2 separate regions of the Rattus norvegicus genome follow, and region 2 is linked to region 1. The links are chromatin contacts, called in public Hi-C maps. All regions are on one chromosome and are shown on one strand. The core of a region is the stretch at or near the end of the contact, and the rest is flanking DNA. Distances in the headings are between cores, read along the strand shown.

What was found. Hi-C and Micro-C count contacts between places; a contact is called where the count stands out from the background.
Region 2: a contact with region 1 is called in a Hi-C map of Schwann cells, with 6 times the contacts expected there. The contact joins the enhancer-like site here to the promoter of Lrrc17 in region 1. A contact is called at or near these places in 2 of 12 Hi-C or Micro-C datasets (the Rat2 cell line and Schwann cells).

The regions. Positions count from the first base shown.
Region 1 is chr4:14,420,933-14,426,060 of GRCr8, forward strand. It overlaps Lrrc17 (leucine rich repeat containing 17), which reads right to left and starts at 3,116. Exons shown (of 4, transcript NM_001025155.2): 1 at 2,927-3,116. Fbxl13 (F-box and leucine-rich repeat protein 13) reads left to right here. Exons shown (of 18, transcript NM_001103355.1): 12 at 2,857-2,986.
Region 2 is chr4:14,719,971-14,725,098 of GRCr8, forward strand. It overlaps Gsap (gamma-secretase activating protein), which reads right to left. Exons shown (of 31, transcript NM_001395028.2): 20 at 3,259-3,387; 21 at 2,489-2,547; 22 at 1,811-1,842; 23 at 1-32. Among named protein-coding and RNA genes, the nearest start is that of Gsap, 77 kb to the right of the region's middle. Within about 2 kb of position 2,216, at least 16 of the 93 cell types and tissues checked have an H3K27ac peak or open chromatin away from gene starts, as enhancers often do. A contact at or near this core is called in Schwann cells, where this site is marked.

The sequences.
Region 1 (5,128 bases), core at 1,866-4,365:
CCCTGCCCCCCAGAGAGAAAGACACCCCCGTCCATGAGGGCTGTGTCTGTGTGTCTGTGTGTCTGAATATGGATGTAAGCATTCGAGTGCAGGTGTCCTCAGAGGCCAGAGGAATCTGGTCCCCTCCCCCTCCCCCAGCCCAAGTTACAGATGGCTGTGTGCCGCTTGACACAGATGCTAGGACCTGATGCAGTCCTCTGAGAGAACAGCAACTGCTCTTAACCGTCTCCCCAGCTCCTGGCTCATGGCTTTGGATGGCGGGGAAATCTTCTCTGTTTTCAGCTAAGCTTTAACTAAAATACAAGAGGACACAAGGGACAGCTCAGTGAGCAAAACTACCTGCCTTCCAAGCCACCCGAGTTCAATCCTGGGAGCCTTCATGGTAGGAAGAAAGAATCAGCTCCTGAAAGTTGTCCTCTTGAGTGCTGAGGCAATTACAGACAGACAGACAGACAGACAGACAGACAGACAGACAGACAGACACATGCACACATACACACATGCAAAATTTTTAAAACATTATGCTAAAAGGATCTATAGACCTTTTGGAGTAGCAAAAGTATCTGTATTATAAAAAGTTAAGTAAGTCCCTTACAATTCTCATTTTTGAGATTTACTAGCTAATCATATAAATTTAAGCAGGTAGAATGATAGGTTCAGGCAAGGTATAGACCTCATGTGATGTCCTCCAAATTCTTGCCAGACAAGGCTCTACTCCAGTAATGAAAACAGACAGTGCCCACTCAATACGCACAATGACGATGTTGGCCTAGAATAATAGCTCGGTTGATAAAGTGCTTATTTTGCAAGCCCGAGACCTGAGTTTGATCTGCCAGAAACTATGTAAAAAAGAAAAAAGCCAGTTGCGGTTCTTGACTTTGTAATCCTAGGGAGGCAGAGAGAGGCGGATTCCCTGGGCTTGCTGCCCAGTTGGCTAGCAAAAAACAAGGTGGACATCTTCTTAGGAAGAGCAGTTGAGGCTGTTCCCTGGCACGTGCAGGGATGTGTGCAAGTGAATATACACAGAGACACGTATGCACACATACAGACATGCATGCTTGTGCACACACAGACAAGCAGGCACACACACAGAACTTAAATGTATTGCTATTTTGGAGGTAGTAGGTAGCAGTAATAACAGCAAGGCACAAACTCTCAAGGTCTGCTGTGCCTGTGCGGTTCTCAGCGATCAAAAACCACCCTCCTGATAAGACTGTTAGGTCTGAGTACTCATTTAATCTTTCACATTTCTCAAAGGCAAGAGCAGATGGGACCAAACCCATGACAGATAAGAAAACTGAAGGCCAGAAAAGTCATAAGCTCTAGAGTTTGCTAAGGGGGCCCTCAGGGGGGCTCCTAAACAAAAGACTCTTGTCTTTGCTTAGCAGTCCGGAAAGCAGTCTGTGCTGGGATAGGGAGGTTGTAGTAAGTGTCAAGGGTATGATTCTAAGTCGGGTTGGTCAGAGTCCAAATTCCTGTGTATTTTTCATGGTGTGTACTGTCTCTGTCTGCCTCCTCACATCCCCTGTCTCTACGTTAAAGCGATGTTATTAGAACTGACACCCCACGTGCGGCTAAAGAGAGAGGATTGAAAGCGTTTCTCCGTCCACTGGGGGGCTGAAGAGAGGGGTGTGCCCTTGGACCTTAGAGACTTCTCTCTTTCCAGGTCCAGCCCACTGCCTCTGTGGTCCAAAAGCTTCCTTGGCTCTTGGGTGGAATCTCATGCACACAGCCATTCCCAGAGGGGAACGTATGTTCTCAATCAGCAGTTCACCCCGGAATAGAGCCACTAAATCGTATAGACCTGATTTTCGAGCTTAGGGATAAATGTAACCCATGGACAATGTCTGCATAGCTTATTTCCCATTTGTGCGAAGATAGACTTGCTTTGCAGGCTTCGTGAGAGGGAGACAGACATTTTCTCCCTACTTCTAGAGTATTCATTGGCCGCCACGCTGCTGCAGACTCCAAATTAAGAGCACATTGGTGGTTATTGCACTCGCAGGCAGCAAGAATCCTTACATTTGCAAAGAACGCCATGCTGAGGAGGTCTTAGAAGCTTGTCCACAGAGAGTCCTGACAATGCTAACCCTTACGGGGTAGAACAGACTCATCATCCTCACCCCTCCCTACCTTTCTTCTGGAAGCTCTCATTTTGGTCACTGTGGTAACGGCATCTTTCCCGCTTCAACCCCAGCGAGGCCGGCAGCCTCCTGTGTAATTTTTATTTGGTTTCAAGTGTTGCCCACTTAGCCACTCGCCATTCTTAACCCATGTTTAAGCCGAACTGTTACTTTTAATTATCGCAAGGAAACCATTACTCATAAAGCCGTGCGCATTGAAATCCCTGATTTTTTTAAAAATCATTTTCTTATCAGATCCATTTTAAGAGCCTGCCACGTAAGGTTTGCCTTCTTCCCACTCCTCACCACGATGGGACCGTTACTTTCCATAAAATGCTTACTAAATGTTTCTCTTTCTCAAGAGCTCACATAGTAGTTTGGCAAAGGTAGGAGCCAAAAACTAGAGAGCAAACTCCGACTTGGGTTTCAAGCAACAAACTTTCAAATATGCATGCAAGGCTCCTCCTACCCCCAGCCAAGAAAAAGTCTTTTTCCCATCAAGTTTCTTAAAAACCTAGTCAGATAGCCTTCCTTTTCCTCTGAACTGCAGCCGTACACTGTCTTCTCTATCTCTGACCCCCGCTCCGTGTAACAGGGAGAGATGTTAAACAGCTTCACATCCGCAAAGAGAGCGCAGGATGAACACAGCTTTCGTTCTCTTTGTCGTGAGCGGCTTGAGAAAAAGCTAAAGCATTTGCCTTTCCTTCCTCCCGTCTCCGCCCCGTCGCTCCAGGTACTTCCACAACCTCCAGAACCTGAGTCTGGCTTACTGCCGAAAGTTCACCGACAAAGGCTTACAATACCTGAACCTGGGGAATGGATGCCACAAGCTCATCTATCTGGACCTTTCCGGCTGCACCCAGGTTTGCCTCCCGCGCTCAGTGTTCTCTGTCCTGCAGCGGGCGAGGGCGTCCTCCCGAGAGCCAGCTGCCTCCAGCCCGCATGCTGCACTAAGGCTGTGCACGGAGCACAGAGCTCTGCGCTGAGGTTTTAAATTACATGGCCGCCGGCGCTTCAGCTTTCTCCAGGATTTGCTACTATAGGCGCCTGGCTTCCGTCCACAGGCGCCTGACATCCACAAGCAGGCAGAGTTCATTGGATGATGAAACGGACCACTTCTGAGAACAGTTTGAGGGCAGAGTCCAAATCTCCAAAACTTTATAGAGCCACTAAGATACAAACAAATGGGGTGGGGTACACAGGATTCCCCGACAAGGCGGTTAGGTCCCCCGTGGGCTTTCCTCTGGGTAAAACGCTACAAGCAATAAATGTGAGAAAGAGAAGTCCCACAACAAGGACTGTAAATGTTTAAAACTGCATTACACACATGCACTAAATACCACAAAGATGTGAGATCCGGGAAAATGTTTGAAGATGAAGGGACAAGGATTGGGGACGTTGGGCAGGCAGCCATGTAAAGGGTATGGCTTTCAGATGCACTCACTACCTCTTCCACAGTCCCTTTTGCTATCCATAGTTTCCGTAGATTTAAGCTACTCTTTCTGTAACCGATTTCCTCCCACGTCTCTCTGTATGTCTAGATATTGATGTCCTTGGGTACTATGTTCTTTATACTACAACACAGGTGAGAACTGGCTGAAATGAATGTCTAACCACAGCTGGCTAGCTGCAGTCGCCAGTGATCGAGTTGTTTTTGTGTTAGATGAGGCGTCACTCTTCATACAATGGATTCCTTGTGAGGGTTCTGTGCCCATTTACCAAGGTTCCAGATGGTGGAATGAACTGGCCAGTCTTGCGTAGAAGCCTGCGGTGTAAGTCACGTGATAAAGCACCTGAAGGTGGAGACCATGAGGCATAGAATTTTTCCCTAGATGCACTGCAGGGGAACATGGTTTCCTAGTGTTCTGGGTATGAGACGTGAGAAGAGATGGCTATGGTTGAGTGTGTCCAGCCTGCGGCTATGCATTAGCACCGACCAGGACTTAAGGCAGAAGCACCCTTGTTTTCCTCAGCATGGCTGAATTTCTGATGGCTTCTTGACTTTGGCCATCTACTGTCTCTTCTATTAGTGCCTATTAAGAAACCCTGGGACTGCAGGAGTTGTACATTCTCCCTCTCTCTTCCTTTGAGAGCGGCTGTTTTTAAAGGCTTTGCTATGGTTTTATAGCCTTAGGAGTGTCTTCCTCCCCAAATAGAGTCTCACCTCCCAGTTTCTGAGGGAGGGTGGAACACAGACCCTCCTCTCACAGAGAAAAGTATTTCTAAATACAGAGATAACTTTGTGTGCTCAAAAAATTCCTTCAGCTGAACTCCTTAATGGTAAGTGTTCTAGTACTTTTCTTGTAGCTCACCCTGACCCTTAAAAAGCCTCAGCTTTTAAGAAAGCCCACAGTGGGCCTCACGATCTTGTTTTTAGTTGCTATGTGGGTGCGTAACTTACATAAACTTGTGTATACACACACACACACAAACTCATTCACGCACACACACTCACTTTCACACAAGAACAAACATAATCATGCACACACGCAAACACTCATTCTTGTATATACTTATACATGCATACACACATTCATGCACACACATAGTCATGCATACACACACACAGAATCATGTACACACACACAGTCATGCACACACACATTCATGCCCACACACACTCACATATTCATGCACACACACATTCATGCACACACACACATTTCCAAATACACCCATACGTGCACACACACACACGCACAGAGTCATGTACACACACACATTCATGCCCACACACACTCACTTAGTCATGCACACACACACATTCATGCCCACACACACTCACATATTCATGCACACACACATTCATGCACACACACATTCATGCACACACACACATTTCCAAATACACCCATACGTGCACACACACACACACGCACAGAGTCATGTACACACACACATTCATGCCCACACACACTCACTTAGTCATGCACACACACACACATTCATGCCCACACACACACACAGTCATGCACACACACACAGTCATGCACACATATACACAT
Region 2 (5,128 bases), core at 966-3,465, 300 kb after region 1:
TTCCTCTTGTAAGAGGGGTATTAACCTTGGCTCTGAAATTGAACAGAGGAGCAGTCATGGGGAGGGTAGTGGTCAGGAAGTGGGCTAGAACCACACCAGCCAGTTCTTGACTTGAGCCCCTTAACCCTAAGAGGCCTAGCTGTAGGGATGCCAGGCCTCCGTAGTAGAGCCATGTGACTCCCTTCTACCTCCGGAGCCCATAGTGTAGTGGCTGTGACAGCCCCTGAGCAGACGGACAGTCAGCCACTGGGACAGACAGTGCTGAGCAGACAGGGCTGATGGGCACAAGTCATCAGACTGAAAGGACAAACTGTGAGAGTTAAGCCAAATGTCACTTTCCCCACTCTGACTGACCCTGCCTAACAAGACAGACAGGCAGGCTGGCAGGCAGGGCTTCCCCAGGTCTCCCCTAACAACTGTCCTATTGGGTTCTTCTCTCAGAATCTCTAAGACCACAGAGCAGGTATGAGGACAGAACCCACAGGCTGATGTTTTCTCCCAAAAAGGCATGGGTGCTCTATGGCCCCTCAGGATAAACACTTTCTCCACCCTCCTCAATTAGCCCTCTGGATAATGATGAAATAACTCAGAATACGCATTTAAAGACCTTAATTTGCAATGTTTTAGGCAATGACAGCTTTCCTCTCAGGAAGAAAAGCACAAGACAGAAAGGAAAAGTTTTAAAGAGCACTGAGTCACTGCCCGGCAAGATGCTGGCAGGCCTGGCACTACGGAGAGCCTCGAAACCTCCCCTGGACAGCAAGAAAGCCGCCCATACTACACAGCTTTCAGCCACAGCAGGAAGATGACCTTGGATCTCACACATTATGCCCTGTCTGGTAGGGTATAGTCCCTGGTTATAGGCAAGGATGGTCTCTTCAGGCTGAGGTCAGTTCCCTGTAGAGAAAAGCCACCTTCACGGTTCACTGGGCTGTGTATACAGCTGTTAGGCTTGCTGCTACACCATTTCCAAGTTAAATGTTCGTTACGGTCCCCACACGTATGAAAAACATCCAAGCCCATAAGACAGGAGTAGATAAAAACAGTTTCCTGAGGCCAGCCTTCATGAAGCATGATCAATATCGCCAAGGCCTGGGCCTGGGTATATTCACTGTTCTCCCTCCATTATCACAGAGTAAACCTCCTTGCCTGTGGAGACTTAAACCTCCCAAGACTCCCTCTCTCCTCCATCAAGGGAAGGGGTCCAGCCTACACCCCTTGTTCCCTACACTAGACACTGACTAGGTATTCTCTAATGGACTCTGTCCTTTCCCCTCATGCTAGCTAGCCCCAAGGACAAGGTTCAGGCGCTTATGGTTGGCATGTGGCAGCTGGCTCTAGACTCCAAGATGGTGTCCACCCACAGAACCACACTGCTTATCCAATGACCCATCTTTGCTCCCCTGGGACCAAGCCCAGGGTTAAGACCTGATGTGAACCAAATGGATGGGACATGTAAGTCAAAGTCTCTATGCAATGAGACAGCTGGAGAAGCAGCAGCTCCTGCAAGAGAACACCAAGTGCACCCGGTGGATACAGCCAGGGGCCAGGCTAAGAGATCAGCGCTGAGAGGAGAAGTGGGAAAACCAGAAGACTCCATCAGCAAACACACTCAGAGGCTCACCCTGGAGGTCCTGATACTAAGACAGATATTGAAATGGTATGTAGCAACTGTGACAGGGTGATATTAAGAGCGTTTGCTATCCATGGCACCCTATTATGTGGCTGGGAGTGATTTTCTTGCCAACCCATTGGTTAGGAAGAAAAATGTTACAAGCAAAGCACGGACTTTAACACAGGTCTTTCTTACCGAATGTTTTCATTTCCATGTTAGAAATCACCCTGCAAAAGTTTATTAAGAAAAATGTTAGGTGTTTCCCCCAGTTAGTGTTTATTTTAGTGTTTATCTCTACAACAGAAGCATCATGTTAAAACCTTCGATCCACAGCACCGTGCAGAGATGTCTCCCCTTTAAAGCCCCACAAAACCACTGCAGAAACTGTCCTCTGGCTACCCGAAAACTTTAATCAGTATACCGAGAGGCACACAACCCCAAATCCCAAAGGCCTTCAGAGCCAACAACAGCAGGTTATTTAGAAAATAAGCTCTCAGTTATTGGAAATAACGAAGGCTAAAAACAGAACAGGGGTTGGAATGAGGCCTGCACTTTCAGCCCTCGGCGATGACTCATCCACCCAGAGAAAACGCTTTCAAAATAAGAGCAGGTCCCGCCAACACAGCCCACCAACCGTTCAAACAAAGCGACCTGCTGCGTCTTCCGTTCTCAGAGGTACTCGCTGATAAAAGCCCCCTTGACCGTTTATCCATGACAAGTCGCCAGTTTTAGGCTGAGTGTCTAGAGAGGCATTTCCCGAGAGACACCCCAGCGCCCAGTGGTCTACAGGAAGCCAAGGGCAGCAGTTGACTGAGAGAATACCCTGCGGGCAGCCAACCGGGCCCACGATAGGCAGCCTCTGATCGTACTCACTTCACAGCGTTGTCAAGAATGTTCCTCACGTACATTGTGGACCTCCTTTTTCCCGTTCTCTAGGGGTGAGAACATGTGAGGATTGAGGAAGACTGAATTTTCGTGGATAGCTTTTTCGTTAGTAGCAAGAACAAATAGCAATATAGTTAAGGGTTGGAAACTAATATTATTTCCCACGTAAGAAGAGCAGCTGCTTATTCTCAGAGGACTCAATACGGCAGCAGTGCAGGGGTCCTAGGCATTCCACCTAAGCTCTGTCAATGTTTCTGTCTGATATAGCCACACTACAATACCACAGTCAGGAAATGGATATGGTACACTGTGTGTGTAGTTCTAGGCCATTTCACCATGTGTGTAGCTTTACTACAGTGTACCGCCATGATCAAAACACAGAACTATCTCATTTTCCCAAAGAGCACCCCCTATGACCAATCCCTTTACAGTCTGCCTCATCAACTCTTTCTCCTCCCAACCTCTGGCAAACACTAACTGGGGGAACACCTAACATTTTTCTTAATAAACTTTTAGCTATTCAAGTAACCTAACAATGTCTGAGACGTGATCGTACTCATTACTTTTCTACTATGAGTGAGTCACGTGTCCCTTCTTTCCATTACTCCAGCTTCTCCTCAAAGAACAGGCAGTATAGAGCAGTCCTCCCTGCCCACTGGGTTTCACTGGGGTGATATGCGTGGTGACAGAGGACAGCATGGCCAGCATGGGCCAGCCTTGCGGCTCAGCCTCTGCTGCTAGCCGTGTGTGTGACTCACCTCTTCAGAGATCAGGTTATGCCACTCTCTCCTCACGACGCTGTTGTGGTAGTGCAGGTGAGGCTTGGTGTACTTAATATACTCGAGGTTGGAGTTCAGCTTTGCCCAGTACCCCTTCAAGCTGTAGACCTGGAGACAAAAACAGCATTAGCTTGAAAAGCAGGCACCGTGGTCTCTCCTGTAGTAGGGACCACATCTCGTTCCATGCCTCTCGGGTGTTGGCATTTCTGAGCAACTCCATGTTTCACAGAACAGGGTCACCCATGAGAATTTGCAAATCAAGAGCCTAGCCTCTCTTCTTCTTTTCTCTTCCTGTTTACAATAGAGAGAACTACAGTTCATTTCCCAAAACTAAGGACTTCCGGGTGGGTTTGGCTCTGTACTCAAGGCATTTCCTCCCTAGAGAGCGGTTCTCCTGGCTCGGGTGGTGTCACCACACTGTCCTGTCAGAAATGTGCTTGTAACTGGAACAGGCTCGTTTCCCTTCTAAGCTTATTCACTTCCAAAAACCAGGAATCGAAACGATGACATAAACTCAACTTCCCAATAACTGTTAAATTCTCCCAAACAGAATCAGTTGGTCTTCAGATCTTTGAATTATTAGTTATCATTCTATCTTGAAGAACATAACCGTTTTTAATAAATAAAACACTATGCTAATGTATATTTAATGTTGAAGAATACCGTGATGCTGTCTGTAGACGTGGGAGGGAGTCTGGTGAGCTTTCTCCTGGGATTTCCAGCTTCCTGTGTTCTAGAACAAGAAACTGGACAGGGCACAGGGACAGCAGCAGATGTGGAAACAGTTTACTAAGAAAAGCTCCACGTCCAGGAAAGGAAGCAAGTCAGAGCTGGGAGAGGAGTTGGGAACTCAGTGGCAAACACCGTAGAAAGCTCTAGGGCTTTATCTCCTAGTCTATGAGGCTATTCACGTAGCACAGGCTGTCTCATGTGTGCCCTGCTACACATCGACCTTGGTGACAGCAGCGTTCTTTCCGTTGTACTCTCCTGTCTCACTGGGATCAACTGGTTCTTCTAATATAGTCTTATCAAGATAAATATATCTATAAGTATTTGGCCAGGGCTAGATATATCTGACCTAACTGGTGCTTACTGTGATGACACTCTTAATAGGATTAAAAAAAAATAAGAGAGTTTATGCTCATGGGGTCCCCTCAAAACATAAGCTAGTGCCTTTGTTAGTGGCTACCCTCCAGAAGTTGATGCTAAGCCCTATAGCTGAAAATACTACATATTCAAATCACAGACCATGGAGAAATCGAGGTGGTACAGACCTGGAGACTTCATTCCTATTGGTTGATCACACTATCTGTGTGTACTGGCCAGCTTCCGTACTGTTAGAAGGTGCTAAGCATATTACTAGAGGATAAAAGTACTCATCGATTCTGTGAACTCAGCCACTTACACAGCTCCTCAACACTCAGGGGGGGCAGAAAGGCTGTAAGAGCAAGAGGCGGGTGGGAAAACTACTGTAAAACAATGCTTTCCAGACAGGACGGGGGCTATGCACACGTGACCTCACAGCAGCTGTGAATGCGTGTGCAAAACCTGCACAAGACCAAGCCAGTGGGTACCGGCATGGATGGGGAAGGGGCTTACAAAACGCCACCCTGTCTAACAAGCTACCTTTGGGCAGCCCCTAGAGGCTGGGCACGGGAGTGTATTAGTTTGCTCCAGGGATGCAGGCCCTGAGAGGCTGCCCATATTGTAGTGGATAGAGCAATAGATGAACATTTTGGCAGCACTGAGAGCATTTGGTGAGTTTTAAAGAACCACAGGAATTTGGGAGGGGAGTGGTGAAGAATGGGGAGGAGGTGGAGAAGAGGGGTGGCTTTGATCAGATTGTGCT